Regions from separate parts of the Mus musculus genome. Here region 2 is linked to region 1. Evidence: chromatin contacts called from public Hi-C data. All regions are on one chromosome and are shown on one strand. The core of a region is the stretch at or near the end of the contact, and the rest is flanking DNA. Distances in the headings are between cores, read along the strand shown.

The links. A called contact is a pair of places that touch in the nucleus more often than the background predicts.
Region 2: a contact with region 1 is called in a Hi-C map of the N1E-115 cell line, with 3 times the contacts expected there. The contact joins two enhancer-like sites. A contact is called at or near these places in 2 of 484 Hi-C or Micro-C datasets (the N1E-115 cell line and embryonic stem cells) and 2 of 115 datasets of contacts at active chromatin or transcription factors (embryonic stem cells and large pre-B cells).

What each region holds. Positions count from the first base shown.
Region 1 is chr9:103,622,244-103,629,787 of GRCm38.p6, forward strand. All of the region lies in intron 2 of Tmem108 (transmembrane protein 108), which reads right to left. Among named protein-coding and RNA genes, the nearest start is that of Gm32682, 53 kb to the left of the region's middle. Within about 2 kb of position 3,573, at least 8 of the 459 cell types and tissues checked have an H3K27ac peak or open chromatin away from gene starts, as enhancers often do. A contact at or near this core is called in the N1E-115 cell line, where this site is marked.
Region 2 is chr9:103,937,414-103,944,957 of GRCm38.p6, forward strand. Gm29154 (predicted gene 29154) reads right to left here. Exons shown (of 7, transcript NR_168125.1): 4 at 2,039-2,132. Among named protein-coding and RNA genes, the nearest start is that of Gm32797, 3.8 kb to the right of the region's middle. Within about 2 kb of position 4,323, at least 11 of the 459 cell types and tissues checked have an H3K27ac peak or open chromatin away from gene starts, as enhancers often do. A contact at or near this core is called in the N1E-115 cell line, where this site is marked.

The DNA of each region.
Region 1 (7,544 bases), core at 2,323-4,822:
CTACAGATGTGTGTTTCCTCTGGACAATAGGCATTTGTCCCAGAAAGTTATAGTGATGATGTTGTCACATCCAAAAGGCGGCATGGCTGTAAGAGATAGGCTAAATATTCCACAGATCATTTATTTACAAATGGAAAGAACACTGAAACCCATTGGTCATGCATTAGAGGCAGTGGATTTTAGTATATAAAACTGTCCACAACATCACAGTCCTTGGTAAACTTTATAACTTCAAACCCTTCTGTTCTCTTCTCTTAGCTTTTCCAATACCACCTGAATACTAAGAGATTCATTTTTAAACTCTCCATTCAGTATAGTTTTATTTTGTGATTCTGGTTCAATATTTCAGAATACATAATTTAGATCAAGCCATTCCTCAGGAAATGTAGTTCCTGAGATGCACAGCTGAAATCAAAATTGTAATGAAAAACAAACTAACGTTGTGGGCAACAGTGGTGTGGGCCAATGTAGACTAAACTTCCTTCACCTTCAGAGTGTGGTTAGCATGGGTTAGACCCACACAGTTAGATCTAACTTACCACTAAGTTCAGAGTCAAAACATCTCAGTATTTCTAACAAGTCTCATTTTTATATCTTGTTCCAAAAAGCATCATAAAGCAGTCACTTTGATCTCAACTCTGAAGATCTTAAATAGCGTGGGATGACCTTGATGAGTCTACTGTGCTCTGATGCCTGGGTTAGAAACAAATCATTCAGGGGTTATTTAGACTAATGGTTTCCCAAGCTAGCTGTCCATCAAGACTGATGTCAGTCAGTCAGCCAGTCTCTCTGTGTCTGTCTCTCTGTGTGTCTGTCTCTGTCGCTCTGCATGTGTGTGTGTATGTGCATGTTTGTGTATGTTGGAGAGATTCAACCTTGGGTTGTGGTTCCTCCGGATCAGCCATCCTTGTTTCTGGAGACAGGTTACCTCACTGGACTGGAGCGTGCCAAGAGTAGAGCAGGCTGGCTGGCCAGCAGGTCCCTGGGTCCCTCTACCACCCTAGTGCTAAGATTACAAGCACATTCCATCATACCCAGCTATTTCATGTGGGTTCCAGGGATCTAACGCAGGTCCTCGTTACTTGAACAGCCAGCACTTTAGTGAGTTACCTCCCCAGTCCCAGAATCTATTTTAAAAATAGACTCCTCGTCCTCCAGGAACTCTAACACCCGGGTTCTGGGGTAGGACAACTGGAAATGACTCTCAGGATTAAGATTCGGGCTTAACAGTGAGAACTGAACCTAGGACAGAGGAAAAGAGGCTCCCCCAAATACCAAAGGGACCTCCCCAGGGACGACTGTGCCCCTGGGAAAAAGAGTGGGATTCCTGCCTCGGCTTCACACACTACTCAGGCACGGCTAGGCCAGAGCCACTCTTCCTCTCTCCTGCAAGTGGCAGTTTTATGAGAGGAGGCGGGACAATAAATGAAAAGCACATTTGCAAGTCACATTCACCACACAGAGGGAGTGACTCAGTGTTTCTTAAATATTTAGATCCGCCATCTCTCCCACAGTCCCAGTCTGAAGCAGCACATGCGCAGTGTTGAGGCACTTTCTCGTCCTCCTCTGACTCCGATTAACCCCTCTCTCAGTGTTCCCTCGCCATGCTTCACCAGGTGCTTGGAATGAGGACGACTCAAAGGGAGGCTCAGGGAAGGAAGGGTGTGTGGGGATCTGCAAAGACTAGAGCCGGACAAGGAACAGAAGCTACTGGCATCAGTTGCTGTAAAGGTGGGGTAGTCGTTCTTTCCATGACCTGCACCACGAGGGATCTTAGTTGAGTTTAGCTGGGGTTACAGCAAGGGCTACCCCTCGGAGTGCAGGGAAGACCCTTTCCTCGTCATGGACTATAGCCACCTGCAAGGAGAGAGGCTGGTGGAAGGTGACGGTGTGTATGGAAGGTGGCAGAGGTCGGTCTCATAAAACTGGCGCCTTGTGATATAACAGTGCTGCACTGGACCAAGTGAAATGGCGCCTTGACTCCCAGAGGACTGACAGTTTATCAGGGGGAGAGAGTATCTTATCAAAAGTCACTCGATAGCTAGACACTCAAGCTGTAGCCAGAGCACTCCAGAGGTGGAGACGGGAGGGTTAGGATGAGTCTTAGAGGTGGGGGAGCATAAGCTAAGGCTTTGGGCATTCAAACGGATTTCTGACAGGTGTATATGGAAGGATGTAAAAACCCAGAGGTAGGACAACGACGGTGACAAGGACGAAGATGCTGCTGCTGAGGCAGGTGTGTGATGTGTAAGTTTTGCACGTTCTATCACTGGCAGAAAAAAAAATTCCCACTACAGTACAATTTAGGACATAGTACATCTTCCTCTCCAGCTTCTGAGACAGAACTGCCCTTATCTGCTGGGGAAGGGTGGGATACAGGCTCAAGAGGTAAAGGCACATACAGAAGTAGCCAGTAGTTTAAAGATGGCTGCTGAGCCTCAAAATTCAATCTCCCCAAACCAATGCATCAAAAGAAATGCTTGCAAACCAGGAGATAGCTGGTGAGCCATTCACTATCCAATAGATTCTAAGAGCCTAACTCAACCACAGGACTCAGCATTGTCTCCATCCATGAAGAAACAGCATTAGATGTCAGCCACTAGGTGGTGCCAAATCCTAGTTCAGACCTGCATGGATATGGATACCTCTCTGCTGGTTCCTTCCCCAGACTGCTAATAGGTAGACCAGTTCTCTCTCCTTAAGCTACTACCATTTCAATAATGTAATGATATGGCTTATACCCGTGGCTTTTAAGATACAGTCCTTATACCACTGACATAAGGAAACTTACTAGAAATGCATATTATCAGGTTCTACTTAGAGCCAGAATCAGAAAATTCAGAGTGGGCTCCCAGCAATCAGCTTCAAGCCCTTCAAGATGTATAATAAACTGAAGTAGAGAACCCCCTGCTTTATTCACAATTGTCTCTGCCTTAGGATTATGGTACGGTAAGAGTTTTAATATATAATTGTGACCTTGGACAAGTCATTTACATCTCCACTTTGGAACAGATAGACCAGCTTCCAATGCTCACTCCAGCTGCAGCCTACTGTAATCCAGCAGTTCTCTAGTGGGCTAGTGCAGGCATTCAAGGATCTTGCTGGAAGCATCTAGCAAAGGGAATCTGTTTTCCAGTGGATGATTTAGAAATGTCACCTGTCTCCACGGTTCAACTTCCCGGGCTAGTGATGTTACTGCTCTTTGAGAAATTCCCAAGTATAAGGTAGAACTTAACAACACAGGGTTTGTGGCAGGTCAACCAACATGTGGTCGTCAGGCTGGACTACAAATGCATCTTTATCCACTGAACCATCTCCCAGCATCGAATTTACATTCGAAACACAGGCTGCTGGAACTGATCCAAATAGGTAAATCTGAGAACAACTACTTACAAAGAAACCTTCCTTTCAGAACCTGAAAGATTAACAGGGACAGTCAACATGGAGAGATAAGTCAAACATATTACCCATCTCTGCTGTGCAAGTCAGTGTCTAACATGGGATCGATAAGCTGGACAAAACAAACAATGGCCACAACTAATTACACCCAAGTCAGACTGGGCATGTGCCAGGAAGTTAGAAAACAAGTCATCTATTTGCCACAGCTGTCTGTCCTTAATCCACGGATACACACTGACATCTAGACACAGGCTTTTAAATCAAAATGTACATGGTAGGCAGTTTTTGTCTCTCCCTCCAACTGGGGGATATCTAATGCTCAGAATACTGGAACATAGTGGGTGTTTGGTGCCTGTTTGAATACATGCATGGGTGACTTGCTGTAAGACTGATGCAGGGGGCTGTCCAGTAAAAATTTCTGAGGTCATAGAAATATTACAGAAGTTGTATTGACCAAGACAGTAGCTACAAGTCACAGGCAGCTACTGACCACTTAAACCAGAAGCTAGTTTAACCAAGGATACAAGCTCCAAATTTTAAGTAGTTTCACTTTAAACACACTCTGATTCCTTACCACAATGAATCTAGTTGCACGGCTCCAGAAATGAGTTTGAAATTAAAGAAGAGATTTTATCTTTTATTTGGGGACCAGGTGGCATTGAATCCATAGACAGCATGGCTGGTGGGAGGAAGAGTCAGGTGACTGATGGGCATTTGGCCAGGGACAATAACCATTTTATTAGCCAAGAGCAAAGAAGAGCTCAGAACTTCCCTGGGCTGCACATGCGCCTCCCTTGCCTGAGCATACACTCAGGCTGTGACGGTCATCTAATCATTTTCATTTATTCAAGCATTTTCCAATCTGTTTCTGTATTTCTTTTGGAGGGGGCATCATACCAAAAACGGATCCTATGGGGTAGGTAACGCCCTGAGGTTCCTTGCTTGCTATGAAAGGCAAGAAGTCTTAAAGACAAGAAGGCTATACTGCAAAATGAGAGGATGAAATGGGAGCCGAAAGAAAGAAAGAAAGAAGTACATGTTTGTTTCTCCTCAAACAAGAGGATGCTGCTTGTCATGAAGGCTAAATATTATGCACTGCTTGGACATCTACAGGGCCTAAGTGCAGCTCCTTTCCTGTCTCTGCACCATGGGTAAGGCCTGATGGTCAAGCAGCTTGCTTACTAACAGGAACAGGCACACAGTTCCTCTATTACCAGTGGGGATATTTCCTCAGGCATCATGGGAGCCAGGGGCATCCTAGCCTCTTAGCATCTGGGAGCACAAACGCAGCCTCTGGGAGCACCTGCTGTTCATCTGTTTTCATGTATGATTCCCATGAGGTCCTGCATCACGTGCTGCGCTTCTACCCCAGGCTCTAAGCCAATGGGACTAAGCAGCTGCAGGGTTTGCCATCTACCTAGGATCAGTGTCATGGCTTTGGCCACCAACACACCTGTAACCTTCCCCTGCACTGGGGCAAGATGCAGGTGATTTCATTATTGAAGGCATTTTTATAAGGACCTCAGTAGATACTGATGGACCAGGTATCATTGACAGCTACTTAGTCTGACCCCGTCCTTCTGAGCTTCCATGATACTTCAGGGCCATGAGACCTGAAAGCGTTATTTACCAGGGACCTTTCTATCAGGATTCTGTTGGAGTCTCACAACTGGGGACATCTCCATGACTTAGGAAAGCTGCAACAGAGCAAAGACATTATTCTCCTGTAGCAGCTGAGGAAAGTCCAAGTCAAGACAAGGAAGGCTTAGCTCAGGCTCCTTTGAGCCCACCAGAGACCTGGAGGCGTGGCTGCTAGTGGCCCCTCCTCTACAGCGCTTCAATGCCCTGCTTTCTAAAACACTCTATGGTAGATACTTCTGTGTCCTGGTTCAGGCTTTCTTTCCTTTTCATCTCAGCCCTAACCACACAGTTCCACGTGAGCTTTAGCTCCCACTGGGCCTACAGCTGTCTACCTCAAGTGTGAACTACACATTTTCACTCTGGGTTTTAAGATTCCTCTAAAGCTGCAGGAGCCACGAGAGTTAAGCAGGCTTACATGTGCTGCTGAGAGACACATGAGGGTAATATCTCTGGGGCATTACTTGGCAGGTCAACCCTCCTACCCGCTATAATTTGTGAAGACAAAGCTAGGAGGTACCTCATGCTTCCCAGCAGATCCCGACAGAAGACAACTTCTACCTCTCCGATACAACTTCAGTAACGTATCTTTCTGTTGGCTGCTCCTCTTGCTCATTCTCTTGCTGTTCTCTGGGCTCACCTTCCAAATAAGTCCTTTGCCCCTTAATCCTGGCCTCAGGCTCTGCATTGAAAGGATCTAAATGAAGACAGAGGCCTTCCTGACCTCCCTCCCTCAGCTCTCCACAGGGTAGAGAAGTTCCATAAATTAATATGTCTCCTATCTGAAGAAGTTTCTGATTTTTCTGACCAAGTCATAACCAGTGTAGTTATGCATTAGTAGTCCATGCTGGATCACTGTAACTGTATTATCTGTATGTATGTGTATATATATATACATACATACATATCATATGTATATACATGCACACATATGCATGTATGTATATAAAATGTGTATATGTATGTGTGTATGTATGTATGCATGAGTGTGTGTGTATGTATGTATGTGTGTACATATACATATACATATATCTATCTATATAGTGTGTGTGTGCGCACACTCATGCATACATATGTATGTGTTCTGGATTAACAAGCATGATTTCATTATTTTATTTCTGCTAGGACGCATATATTGGTTTCGATGGAAGACATTACTAGCTGATTTTGCACTACCCATTCTCCAAATTTCACCTACAAACAAAATCCAAATCTTGATTAATCGGGAAGTATATTTGATCCAAATGTCAACTTATTAGTTCCTCCCTTCAGTAGAGAAGACACACGTCCGTCCACTGGGTCTCTCTAGGTAAATTTCAGTCACCTTGTGCTTTCCTCTTTCTGCTTACAACAATCAAATGGTGATAAACTCACCACCCTGCAGTGACAGGGATGCCAGGACCTGGGTCAGAGGAGGCTGCTGGGCCTCCCCAGGGTCCTGGGCCCCAGATCCGCTGCAGGAGTTCTGAATGCTGGTCTCCATCCACACTTCTCACTCGGGGAGGGTACACGCTTATTTTGTAAACCTGTCACTTGTCTGGAACACCACTGAGCGACATCCCCTCTCTGACACTCACAGCATTGATAGCTCTAACTTTAGAATGACTTGCTTTGAATGGATTCCCAGAAGGAAACTGCCACATCACAAAAAAAGGGAGTAAACATATGTTAATTTATGATCCATGCGGCTAAATTACTTTCCAAAAGAGACACATCAATCTATGCAGCCATGGCCTTTTCTGAAGCCTCGCATCGTGGACAGGAACCGTTTTTGTGTTTTCTAATTATCTTGCTAGCTGGTTTCCATTTTGATTAGTAATTTAATACACAGTAAGTTCCAAGCACATAGGCCACGGGGTGATAAAAGGCTCTGTGGGAATCCTACTCAAATGAACGCTGTCTTCTGACCACTGAGAAAAGAAACGCACACCTACTGGGATTGCATCAAGAATCAACAATCAAGACAGCCACTATTGTCTCCTGCAAGAACTGAACTGTCATCCTCACTAAACACTAGGGAAACAGAGAGAGGGGAGGACAGCAAACAGTGAGAAGATAATCTGTCAAAGGAGAGAGATTAGGCCAATAACCAACCAGCTGCCAACGTAGCTGCTGGACCCTCGAGAGGCAGAAGGAACAAAGGAGACATTCCTTTACCACTGCAATCAGGGAGCAAAGGACAGCATGGGTCATTTCCATCTGCCAACTCCAGAGCTACTGTGGTCTGTGAGAGAACGCCCTAGAGAAAGAAACTAAAGCAATGAAAGTGGAGAGAGGACTACTGGGCAACAGGTATGTTTGTCATGGTCAGCCATGCACTGTGTCTGTGGTTTAAAGCTCGGTCTCATCTTGTAACTGTGATCCTTTCTCCTCTTAGCTGACAGTTCTGAGGCCTTCCACTGACTCATCCCATACTGCAAGTATCATGGAAGAGATTCCTGAAGCACCATTAATTCCTGAAGAAATTCCTGCTAAGAAACATACCAGCTAGGTATTACACATCTGTA
Region 2 (7,544 bases), core at 3,073-5,572, 320 kb after region 1:
AATGACAGCCCACCTGCTAGCAAGTCCTGTGGGTCACATGCAAAGTCCAACCACTTCCCATGGCCCCCAAAATGACAAAGCCCACCTAAGCCAGCATCCCTTCTTGCCTAGACTGTTGTGTTTGTCTACCAACTGGGCTCTACACTTCCATGTGGCCTTTTCAGAAGCCAGAATGAATCCTTAGAATAACAAATCCAATCATGTGCTTTCTCCATTCAGAATCTTCCCGTAGCTTAGAATGCCACTCACAGTAAGGTCCAAGCTCCATGATTGGCTCCCTATGGCTCTTGTCTATCACTCTTCTCTGGCTCCGCCCACTCCAAGCTCACTGGCTTCTCGGCTGTTCATAGAAAATACCCAAGTGCCTACTGCCCTGCTGCTTTTGAATTTCTGTTCTCTCTGGCTAGAGCCCCTCTCCTATCTGTGAAGTTCACTCCTGTCCTCCTTCATTTATGAGTTCTACAAATTGAGAGGGTAGCAAGGTCTTCCGTCGACATCTATAGAAAGGCAAATAGCATATTCTAGAAACCTACACTTTTCTTTTTTGTTTTTCTCCAAAGTACTTACTGACCTGAAGTTAATTAATTAAATAATTAGTTAAGTTTTCTGTCCATCCTCCTGAGTCAAAATTTGAGTTTCAATGGGGTGGGGACTCTCTCTCTCTCTCTCTCTCTCTCTCTCTCTCTCTCTCTCTCTCTCTCTCTCTCTCTCTCTCTCTCTCGTACTGCTGACTTTCCAGTGCCCAGAATACTTTCTGCCTTATAGGAGTTGCATAAGTGGTTAGAATAGCACACCCTGTTCATGAATGAATCGGTAAGGAATGGACTCAGTCAACGACCAAGCACCAGCTGCATAGGAGGCAGAAGGCATGTGGGCTGCTTCAGTGAAGCACACATCTGTTCCATTTGGGTCCCAGCTTGCACCGGAAACTCCTCTGTGTGCAGACCAGTCACAAGACTAAAGGTTCCCTTGTCTGGGGACATAGTTTTACTCCATTCGAAGTGAACTCTTTAATGCTACAGGTCTGATTTTTAAAAGTCCACATTGTGTTTCTGTTTCCTGGTCTATTGAAGACAACAGAAGATAATTTTTCATAGGACATGCATAAAGATTAAATGAGTGTTTTCTCTCTCTCTCTCTCTCTCTCTCTCTCTCTCTCACACACACACACACACACACACACACACACACACACAATTGTATAAAAGAATAATTTGGTCTCTGCCTACTTAACAATTGACATTTATAATATGCTGATTGTAATGAATAGCTATGCTAACATACGGCCACACAATTGGCCAAACTGACTTGTTAGTCTCTGATGAAAAACACATTCTCTTCTAAAAGAAGGAATGGACAATATTTTAACACTCCACAAATGATGCTTATTTTACTTTAGCGTAGTAAAAAATGTTGAAAGGTGATACTTTAGCAATCCTTTTAGAGTGGTAATTGGGGCTCAGAGAGTTTAACTAACCTGTCAAAACCCACATTGTCATGACAATCAGAAATTAAAAAGATTTTTCTAAAAGACCAAGTCATTCTCTTTATATTTTTAGAATTAGCCTTTCTGCCAAGGGGTTTGGTCCAATGTTTCAATGTTTAATTAAAATTCATAGAAAACGAAGAATGCCTGATACGAAAGGATATGAGATTCTAGGTGAGCTGCACTGATCAGTCATTGTGTGTGGATTGGGAAAGGGTGAAGGGAACTTACGAAGGAGATACAAATCCCCTACCTCTTGATAGTGGGTTACGTGATGTATGTGTTTGTCAAAACCCATCAAAGTATATACTAAAAATATGTGCATTTCACTGTACATAAATTACATTTCCATTTTTAAAGTTTAAAGCCATAAAGGAGAAAAATGAATTAGTCTTGAATCTCAAGTAAAAAAATAATAGCACTGCCTGGGGAGCTTTTATTAAACCTTAGGGGGAAAAAACAAGAGTCAAACTCTTCCTTTGCTGGAGGGAGGCTGAAGGAAGTCACGTAAGATGAGGTTTTGGTCAAGAGTCATGTGATGAGTCAACCCACCTCAGCTGTCCCTGGCGAGGACTGTCGTGACAAGGTGAAGCTGGAAGACAATATTTGGATTCCTTATTCCAAACAGTTCTCAGGATTCTAACCTCTGGATGGTGTGGGAAAGGAGAGAGCATAAATAATAGTCACTCAGGCAGAGCATATTCCAAGAGGCAATTCAGTCAAAAATCACAAGGATGAATACTAATCTGTGAAACCTATGGATAAAAAAAATAAAGATGGGGGGCTAGAGAGATCGCTCAGTGGTTAAGAGCACTGACTTCTCTTCTGAAGGTCCTGAGTTCAAATCCCAGCACCACATGGTGGCTCACAACAACCCATAATGAGATCTGATGCCTTCTTCTGGGGTATCTGAAGTCAGCTACAGTGTACTTACCTATACTAAATAAATAAATCTTTTTTAAAAATCATAAAGATGTTTTTCACATGCCACACTTTATTTTATTTCTGTTTTTTTCTTATTTCGTGCTATTTCGCGCTTTTAAAAATTAATCTCATCTTCGGAGTACTCTGGGAGGCAAACACTTGGCTTCCAGTTGCAATGAAGAATAAACTTTACATCGGGGATAGCCACCGCAATCTATCTGAAGTCATTTCAAATGGACCTCATTCAAAATCTTGTGGCAGCTTTAGCCACACGGAACTGGGTGGTCTATTTTTGGTGCACACAAGCTCTTATTTAAGGCCAGAGAAGAAGTAGGAATAAAAATGTCACAGAGCAGTTAGAAGCCTTACGTCATTCCCCAATGGTGCCTCTCTTGAATGACTGAGTTCTCTACCTCTTTCATATTGAGGCAACTGCAAATCACCCGACCATGCAAACGCATGCAAAAGAGAGTTCACGTGGATCGTGGAAGATACTAGCTACAGAAACAACAGAAAATAAACAGCACACTCTTGCTTACCACACCAGCCTCTGACTACAACACATAAACAGTCCCCTGATGCTCTCCTCAGAGGACACATTAAACAAAGAGCCTTAAGGAGAAAAGCATTTATTTGGCTGAGAGCAACATAAAAGTTGTATGATATGAATCATAGCCTCTAAACGTGTAGGCCACAATGACCAGGTGAGGGTCACAGAACTGAATGTTGCCAAATGGTTGACAAAATGACCGGAAATTAATTTAAAATCCAACAGCAACCAACCCAATGTGCCTCTCTCTGTACCACTCAGCCACCGTGTGTATTTGGATGTCTCTGCAGTTTGGGTTCCAAACACACAACAGACACTGCCCAGAGCACCTTGGCTCAGACACAGGCCTACTGCAGTGTTCCACATATGACATGGGAGCCACTCGGCCAGACACATAGCCAGTGTAGATAGAACACTTGAAATGTGGCTAACATGACTGAAGAACTAAATTTTTAATTTCATTTCATTTTAATTTAATTTAGTTTCATGTTGACGTAGCTTCACAGGACGGATGGCAACTGCACTGGACAGTACAACCTAAGAAAATTAGCAGATAGATTAACAGGTGACACTGATCTTGTGTTCAGAGACGCTTTGGCGTCTCTGTGGCTTCCCAAATGGACTTTGGAACATAAGACTTAGATCTCTGTGACTTTGATGCGGCTATTTGTTGGAGACACCTGCTATTCCCAGGGGAGAGATTTCAGTCATGCCTGCTGAGAAGTCCGCCACAGTAACGAAATGGGCTGTGACATGTGAACACATCCTCGTCTTGACCCGAGAGACTCCAGAGCATGGCCATTCCGCGCAGTTGCTACAGCCTTTTACCCATCTGCAATTCTGAACCACAGAAATAACAAGGTCTCCCAGAGGGACCCCTGAGAGGAAAATAAAATGGGTGTGACAACCTGGCCCCTTAGGCAAGAGCACATTGGTTACCCTAGCAGCTCTGTGCTACGTTGTCTGTCTCTCCGCTGTAAGGGCAGAGCACCACAGCCCCCTAGTCTCTGCCTTCACAGCCTCTCCTGAATGAAAAGCGGCCCTTGGTGGAAAACACTTCAGCAATCTATGCGTGAAAGTCCCTGCAAATGAGCAAAGGATTAAGCTGTAATTATGAGCAAGGCCACGGAATTAGCTAGAGAAGGAATTGGGTTCTGTCGAATTGACTAGTCATCCAGCCTGGAGCAGTTACTCACGGCAAATGAGTAATATCCTGAGGCGCCTTGGTGGAAAAGGATGCCATAGCCATTTAGCAATGTCTTCACAAGTTCACAGATAAGATCTGTGCTTGCAGCTTCTGTGGGGCGTGTACGCCTTCCCTATGGGCTGTGACGTAAGGAAGAACTCTTAGAGGAGCGGAACACTACGAATACATCAGCTACTGAACAGCCTACGGAAGCACTGTCAGGACGGTAGGGATAGATGGGTAATAGAGAGCAGTTGCAACTGGAAATACTGTGGATGGCAGCGTGGACAGGGTGAGTGAAAAAGAAGGAAGGAGAGCGAAGGCACTACCAAGGATAACGAACTCCTCCGCAACAGCACCCATGAGACAGATGGCTCAGCAGGTAAAGGCACTGCCTCCGTGTCTGATGACCTGAGTTCCATCCTAAGGAGCAAAAACCAACTCCTAAAAGTTGTCATCTAACCTGTGTGTGTGTGCGCGCACACGCGCGGCTCAGATGTGTGTGTGTGGTGTGTGCACACATGCTGCGCATGCGTGCACACACACAAATAAATGTAGTCTTTAAAATTAAAATAAAAGACAGCAAGGAAGAGTAAGGAAGGAGAGCGTGACACAGCCACAAAGAGGATCTAACAGTTACTCACCTTGTTGCTGTGACAAAAACCCGAGGAGAAGCAACTTAATGGAAGAAAGTTTTGTTTGGGCTCATGGCTCAAGGCCCCATTTTATGGAAGTGGGAGGGCATGGTGAACTTAAAGCAGCTGGTGACATCATACCCACAGTCAAGAGGCAGGGAGGGATAAATGCTGGTATTCAACTTTTTATGCAGTAAAGGACCCATGGGCCCACGGAATGGCACTACCCCAGTTGAGAGTAATCTTCTCCTCTCAGTTAAATTAATCTAGAAAAGCACCTCACTGACCCTCCCAGAGCTCTGACTCTAAGGCGAGCCCTGGAATTCGTTAATGCTGAAGCGAATTGTCTGGGTTGAGAATCCCCACCAGAGATGCACCTCTGGGCATGTCCGAGAGAGTGCGTCCCTAAAGATACCTAAGGACAGAAGACCCACTCTGAATGTAGGAGATATAAATATACCCTATGTTATATTTATTAAGAGGGCGGGGCAGACATATGTAGTCTAGCTGCCTGAGAAACAGCTGTGTGTATGGGAATGGCTTGCCCGAAACAGTGACAACCTCTTTAGAAAAGTAGATAAGGACTAGGGTTTAAATACGGACACACACATGAAAGGGGAAAGGCAGGAAAAAACATGGGTGCTTGATCACTGGGGAGCTATTACATGAAATGGCTGGTTGTATTGATAAGGCTAATGTATGCTTCCTACACACATACAGATTCTTGAAATCTGTGTGTGTGTGTGTGTGTGTGTGTGTGTGTGTGTGTATGAGAGAGAGAGAGAGAGAGAGAGAGAGAGAGAGAGAGAGAGAGAGAGATCGCATTTGTGTGTGCGCGTATTCTATAGGTGTATTTGTAAATGAGAGAAAGACCCAAACTGTTCCATGAAAACTGTCACTGAGTGTATTACCCTACTCAGCACAGGTCCTAAACTGGACCAAGCATGACTACAGTTTTGAGACACTGGAACAGGCAGTACAGGTCCTAATCTTAAAGAGGAAGGACACACGAGGGCTTTGGCTCGTTCTCACCCAGTTCTTTGCTTGGTGGTGCTGTCTTGACCTCAGAACCAACAGATAAAGGGTGAGATGAGAGTAGTTGTTACCCTAGGGACACACAGGCCAGACTTTAGTGTGACTGTCCTGGCTAGTTTTTTACAGTAACTTGACACAGGCTGGGGTCATCTGGGAAGAGGAAACCTCAATTGAGAAGATGCCTACATCAGATTGCCTATAAGTAAGTCTGTGGGGCATTTCTTTGATTAGCAATCAACATGGAAGGAGTATGGAAGTGCCCCACCCACGATGGGTATATTCCCTGGGCAGGTAGTTCTGGATTGAATAAGAAACAGGCTGAACAAGCCATGGGGAGCAAGCCGGTAAGCAGCATTCTTCCATGACTTTTGCTTCGGTTCCTGCTTCCAGGTTCCTGTCTTGAGTTTCTGCCCTGATTTCCCTTCATAATAGAAAAGTTGTAAAGTAAACTAAACCCTTTAGTTTCCACATTGGCTTTGGTCATGGTGTTTCACTGCAGTCATAGAAAGCCTGAGACAATAGCTGAGGGAATTGGAATGGGTATCAGAGAGGATAAAATGGTTTTGTTGTGGGGGAAAAAAAATCTGTGGAAAAGCTTATTTTCAGGTTGTTTACTAGAAAACTAGGCTGAGTGTTTAGTGTAGTAGCCCAGGAAATCTAATAAGTAGAGGAAGCGAGTTAGTGTTCATAGTGCAAGTTTTTCAGTGTTTGCAGGAGAAGACACAGCTCTGCTAGAATGGAGAGACTTTATGGCTGGGTACACAGACCATGGCAGGAGAGCCACGGTCTTACATGCACAAGACCCTGGGTTCAACCACGAGTACCATCCAAAGGAAAGACAAGAATGCAGGCAAGACTTCAGTGGCCATCTCAAGTGATCCAGACATGTGATGTTGGTGGGCAGAGAATTATATCAACCGGCCAAGTCAGAGAGTCCAGAAACAGACTACCTACTCAAGTTCAAATTGATTTTGGAGAAAGGAGCTGAGGTAATTCAATGTGCTACAACTAAATCCACGGGGAAATATGCAGGGGATGAATCAGAAGCATAAATGCAGAGCTTCTGGGAGACCACAGGTGGCTGGGCCCGTTGGTATTGTTGAACCAGTTTCCCAGCTGCTAGTCATGGCTGGTCCAGAGACCAGATTCTCCTTTTCCTTGAGAAAATATCTTGCTAGGGTCAAACTCTTGGTCCTCCTCAATGAAAGAATATCTGGTAAGAAGCCCTATTTTTCATTTTGTCACTACTTTTAAGAAAAGATGTATTAATTTCCTATCTGAATGCCTTGCCTGTGGGTACAGGTGGACACCACGTGTCTGTACCAGATCCGCTGGGACTGGAGCGACAAGCAGCTGTGACTAGGACCTAGGTCCTCTGGAAGAGCAGCCAGTGCTCTTCATCACTGGGCCATCTCTCCACCCTAGGAAACAGTTCTGGGAGAAGAGTGGTGGCTGGGGAGTTTTTATTGCATCTTTACTGCAATAGTGGCATGCTCCAATTCAAAGAAAAGATAACGCATTTCATAAGTGCCCTTCCTTATAACAGAGCAGGAAGCTGAGACAGTCAAAACGATTCTCCCTGTGGCCGTTCTGCTTTGTTGTGCTTTATGATAAAATACTTCTGCTGTTTATAAAATAGTTATATTTTATATAGAGTTATAAAATACCCTCTGCCTAGACACCTTTCTCTTACTCTGTATTCTTACCATTGCCAGCTGCCCCCTCACT